Regions from separate parts of the Gossypium arboreum genome. Here region 2 is linked to region 1. Evidence: chromatin contacts called from public Hi-C data. All regions are on one chromosome and are shown on one strand. Each heading gives the region's core, a stretch centred on a gene start, on an enhancer-like site or on the middle of the called end of the contact. The rest is flanking DNA. Distances are from core to core; before and after follow the strand shown.

Evidence for each region. A called contact is a pair of places that touch in the nucleus more often than the background predicts.
Region 2: a Hi-C map of leaf shows a contact between it and region 1, with 3 times the contacts expected there. The contact joins the promoter of LOC108470823 here to the promoter of LOC108482147 in region 1. A contact is called at or near these places in 2 of 5 Hi-C or Micro-C datasets (both in leaf).

Annotation. Positions count from the first base shown.
Region 1 is chr11:41,940,006-41,942,955 of ASM2569848v2, reverse strand. LOC108482147 (UDP-glucuronate 4-epimerase 5) reads right to left here and starts at 1,434. Exons shown (of 4, transcript XM_017785261.2): 1 at 1,034-1,434; 2 at 539-1,032; 3 at 390-536; 4 at 1-387. The coding sequence starts at 1,143.
Region 2 is chr11:42,562,628-42,565,577 of ASM2569848v2, reverse strand. LOC108470823 (AP2-like ethylene-responsive transcription factor ANT) reads right to left here and starts at 1,385. Exons shown (of 9, transcript XM_017772305.2): 1 at 165-1,385; 2 at 1-47. The coding sequence starts at 483.

The DNA of each region.
Region 1 (2,950 bases), core at 185-2,684:
TTGGTAATGGCACTACTTTCTTCTTAGCTTTCACCTTTAAAATCTTCTCCAATATACTAACCAACGTACTCACAGGTACAGGCGAAGTATTCCCCAAATTAAAAATCCTCAATTGTGCAGGCCCTCTTTTCTTTCCCCCACTCCCTGTACTCTTCTTTGCCGTATCCAATGCTCCCAAACACCCTTTCACTATATCATCGATATAGGTAAAATCTCTAGCCACACTACCCTTATCTGGTGATTCATATACAGTGATAGTTTTACCTTTCATTATATCTTTAGTGAAAAATAAATATGCCATATCGAGCCGACCCCAGGGACCATAAACCGTGAAGAATCGCAATCCAGTTAATGAAAGTCCATAAATATGATTATAAGTATGCGCAATTCCTCACCAGCTTTCTTTGTAGCAGCATATAAACTAGCAGGTTGATCAGTTCTATCTTTCTCTGAAAATAGGACCTTAGAATTCAAGCCGTATACCGAACTTGAAGATGCCCAGATAATTGCCGGTTGAAGGTTGGCCGATTTCGACACTCCAGTAAGTTCACAAATCCAGCAATGTTACTATGAACATAAGATCCTGGGTTTTGCATAGCGTAACGAACACCTGCCTGAGCTGCTAAATGCATTACGTGAGTAAACAAAACGGCATCGAACAGTTGCTCGAGAAGACCCTTGTCGTTGATGTCGCCTTCGACGACAAAAACCCAAGCTTTTTCGAGGATCTTCTGGCGAGCCCTTTTCAGGGTTGGATCATAGTAATGGTTAAAGTTGTCAAGGCCAAGGACACTGTCTCCACGGCGTTTAAGAGCGAGGGAAACATGGGTTCCGACGAAACCGGCGGCGCCGGTCACAAGGACGGTGTTACCGGTGGTAGAGCGAGGACGGGCAGATTTGCGGATTAGTTTGTGGGAAAGAGAGAGTGGGGTGCGGTGGGACCCAGTAGATAGGTGGCGGCGCAACGATGGTTTGGAAGAAGGGGAGTAAAGTAGGAGGAGGAAGATAAGGAGGACGGAAAGGAAAAGGGTAATAAAGGGTTAGCTTGGAAAGAGAGGAAGATGCGGCGGAGGAGTTGAAACGGAAAGCTTTGTCGGGTTTGTATTTGCCAGGAGTGGATGGAATGTTGTCAAGGTGTGACATTTGGAACAATATAAGATGGGATTTAGGATTAGGGTTCAGATTTTTAGTGGTGACGGCGGTGGTGGCGACAGCGGAGAAAGAGGAGGAAGGAAAAAAAGGAAGGTTTGGCTTTTTTTTTTATACAAATAACCTTAAAAAAACAAATTAATTAACAAAATGACTTAAGGAAAAAATTATTTAAGGAAATAACCTATTTTGAACAATGTAATTTGGCGTCCTCGATTGGTTAGATGGCACCATCTACTTTTCAGTTAGCATCTTTAACTAATCATTTGGTTTTAAAGAAAATAAAATTTTGATATCATGATTGTGTCAAGTGCCATTTATATATTTTTAAAATATGAGTGAAAATAATATTTGTAGCATCAATCATTTAAAAAAATATTTGTATTTTAAATATACATGAGAAAATATAAAAAAATATTTTATGGATGCAATCGGTATATTAGGTGGCATCAGTGAAAATTAAAAATAAGTAACATAAAAAGAAAAAAAGCAAAAAGAATTTCAGTAGTTTATTCTTCTGTTTCACTTTTTTTTAATTTTATTAGTGCCACTTGGCACACCAATACCACCTATAAAATAATATTACTTTTTGTATTCTCTTTTGGTGTAAATTGAAAATACAAATATCAATTTTAAATTTATATATTTGAAATGTTATTTAGACATGACAAATAATTGCAAATTTAATTTTGTTTGGTAAAAGAAATTGAAAGTAGATATTGGGTTTTAAAAACATTATTTATGTTATTAATTGATAGTTATAATTGTAATATATAGGTATTTGAATAGTTAAGGTACAAGTCTTGTTATATATAATTGTTTAAGCTCCTAGTTTTATTTTATGTGAGTTTTACTTTGATGGATTGATTTTAGTCTAAATTATTAGGATTCTTAGTTTATTTGTGTTATATATTAATTTGATTTTACTTTATAGTTTATTAGGCATGTATTTGTAATTATATTATAATTGTATTGAATTTATATTGTAAACTCCAAAAAAGTCAAGAATGCTCTCTCTTAGTCTCTTAGATAAATAGCACTGCCTGTGGATGGGTCTGAGTAAAGTGGTGACTTTAAAGGGAATGGAGAAGGATGAGATCTCTCTTTTGAAGGAGGAACTGATTCAGTCGTCCGTTAAAAGCTTGCTGGTAGTTCTAGATGAAAAACTGACGTTGTTATGCATTGTGTGGATTAAAAAATCTCACAATCCAGATAGTTTTCAGGCTTAATTAAAAAGTATTTGGCAGACTAAAAAGAAATTTGAGATATAGGTTACAAGACAAAATTTGTTTTAAATTTCATTTGAAGATGAAGAGGATCTGGAGTTGACTTTGGAGGGACAATCATGGCTTTTTTTATGGCAATTGATTATTTTTGATAAATTATTGGAATCGATGGAACGAAGCAAAATAGATTAGTGGCGTCTCTTTTTTGGGTCAAAGGGGGTCCTTGTCCCCCAGAGTGTGATTGAAAGGATCTTATGCATGCAATTGGATCCACCTCTAGGGGAGTGCTTAGATCGAAAGTCAAAGGTGATTTTTATAGGATTAAATTGTAGATGAATGTGCAAACACCTTTAAGAAGGGGATTTTTATTCTAACTGAGTCGCAATAGAGAATTTGGGTCCATGAAAATTTGCATGGAGTTTACTTTGGGTGTGGACAGATAGGGCATAGTATTAACGAGTGTATCGAGGTTACACTAAAGGTTAAAGACCTACCCGAGGATGAGTTACCATATTCGTTGGCTCTTAAGGCAAAATTAAATTTCTTGGGTAAAAAGAGTTTAAAGCTAAAATCTG
Region 2 (2,950 bases), core at 136-2,635, 620 kb before region 1:
ACCCCCAAAGAAATCCTCCAGTTTAGGAGTTGAAGTAGGAACCATTGCTTCACACCAAAAGTCAAAGACAGAAAAGTCCAGAAAAAATATAAACAACTATTTCCCCCAAAGCATAAAACAAACTCCAAAAGAAAAGAATATACAAGTAGAAGTTTGAGCCTAACCTTGTGACTGGGACCTGCCAAGAGCTTCCATTAAACAAAGAGACCCATCAGACTTTAGTGGCATCACAGGAAAGTGAGAATACAAGCCCCCATTTTCTCCTTCATAATAAAGTCCATAACTAAGATGAGATGGTGGAGATGGGAAAAAGCTTGATGGAACTGCTGTTGTAACACCAGAAGCAGCTGACAGTGTTTTGTGATTACTATTATGGCCTTGATTGCTAACCTCCATTTTCATGTGAGAAGATAGTGAAAAACCTAACCAGTTACTACTGTTATTGTTGTTGTTGTTGTTATCATCATTGCTCATGGACTTCATCTTTTAACTATGATGCTTCTTTCAAACCTAGTAAAGATTCTAGGCAAGTTTATCTTGGCGCAGGGCAACTCAATCATTGGGAAACAAACGAACTAATCATAAACCAAACATCTCAATGCTTCACTCCATTTTTGCCAAAGAAAAAAAGAAGAAGAAAAAACAGACACACACAAACAAGAGGGATTTTTGGCTTTTAGCTGCAGAAGTGATGGATCAAATCTAGCAACTTATCTAAAACAAATCCAAAGCTCCTGCAACTGAATCAATTCTATTTCTATGCATGACTCTCTCTCTTTCTCACAGAAAAAGGATTTCTAAAGAGAAACAAAGCTAGTAAGTTCCTTTAAACTAAACAAAAAGAATGAGTTCTAGCAAGCTATGCTGGGCATCCTTCCTGCATTCCATAGGGATCTGTGAATGAGAAAGACCTCTTCTTTTGCTTTACCCTACGCTCCTTCTTGCTTCCACTTACCCTTTTTCTTTTTAAAGACCCCTCCCCCTACACACATTGAAAATTCAAAGATTCATTTAGAAAGATTGGGAAAAGACTAGCCCCAACCAGAAGCTGCTGCACCCAAAGACAAGCTGCTTGTAGCAGCAGTAGCGCTACTTACGAGCCAATGGATCCTTATTTTTCCATGTGGATATACCACAGTTTCCTGTTCTCCAATTAAAATATCAACACCGTCTCTTTTCTTTCATGTCGGTTTAATATCTACTTAAATACTTGCCGCGATTAAGCATTAGTCTTAAAAGGTTAGAATCTTCCACTTACATAACATTAAATGTTATTTCCCCCATTAAGCAAAGATGGTTTAGGGAATGTATGTTTTTGGTCTTTCAAGCTTCCTTATAGGATTTATGATCAAAATTATTTATTTTTTATTATTCCAATATTTTTAAAAGGCGAAAAGGATGTATCCATCGACACATTAAATACACTGATTTCATGTACCACTTAACTTGAAAAACTAAATAAGTGAGCATCTCTTGTCTTTTTAATACAAAAAAGACCATAATTTTAGGACAGAAATTCCTTTTTACAAACATTAAAATTCCAATTTAACCTTTTCGATTACATGACATAAAATTAAGCTCTAAGTACAATAGTAGTATTTTTATTTGGTACACCTCAGTATATTACATTAAAATTTAAACACCTTCATAATGGGAAAGTAATGGTGTCTCCTAAAGGACTAGCCTTTTTGATCACTTTACAAGAGATGTAAGAAGCATGTCTACAAGGTTATAAACACCAAAAATGAATGACAAAAATAGCTTCTTAAATGAGCTGCCATACATAATTCATAGGGTTGAAGTGAAAAAACCAATGTCCCATAAATCCTTTGTTTTTTTATTTATTTATTTTGTTCTTTTATGGTTGTATTTAAAATAATTTATACAAATTTTAAGACATCGATTTCATGTTGCTTTAATATTATTAGCAGATCTGCCAAATACTCATTTACTATTGAGGTTGTGATAGACTTTGAGATTAAAAAAAAAAAAGTGTTTTTATTTTTATTTTTTTAATGTTAAAAGAAAAGGACTATATTTGTACTATATATAATATTTTTATTGAATTAATATCACGAGTTAATTAGTTTATATATACAAAGTACATTGTATTATTATTTTATATTTTTATTTAAAATCAATAATGGTAAAATTTGAATGTGTATTATAATGAATTTTAAACATTTTATTTTATATAAATAAAAACTCATTTAAGTTTTATATATATTTTTAACAAATATTTTACTAAATATATTATAAATTTAAAAATGGCTTGCTTTAAAATTGAAAAAAAGAAAGCACTTGCTAAAAGAAATCAAATCAAGCATAATACAAAATGACAAGCCTTAAAGAAGGGTTAGAAAATCAACCCCACCTTGTCTTAGCCTGCTTTTTCTTTTCTTTTCTCTTTTGGGTAGTCTTAAATATCAACCTTATGTGCCCATATCAAAACTTTAACTCAACGAATTAATGCATGTACCTTTTGGGCGTACAATCCTTAAGTTTAAACAACCATGATGATGATGACGATAAATAGAAGAGAAAAAATGAAATTACATAAAAAGAAAATGCTTCAAATGCTAAAATTTAAAGGTTAAACTACACTAAGTAGTAATAACTATTGATAATTTTTTATACATCAATTATGAAAAATTATAAAATAATCACTTAATTACTAAATTTTATCTTTTTTTATTACTAGTTATTAGATGACTAATGGGAAGATGACGTAATAGCTTTTGAAATTAGTATAATAATAATTTTAACACTCAACATTTATATATTGTGTCAATTTAGTCTTGATATTAAAAATTTTAACCCTTAATATTTACACATTGTATAATTTGATCTATTTTGTAGTTTTGCTTTCTTTCTTTCTCTTTTTTTGACCTTTTTCACCTTAAAAGCTGGAAAAAGAATTATCAACAAATTTTGATTGAAAATATGAAAA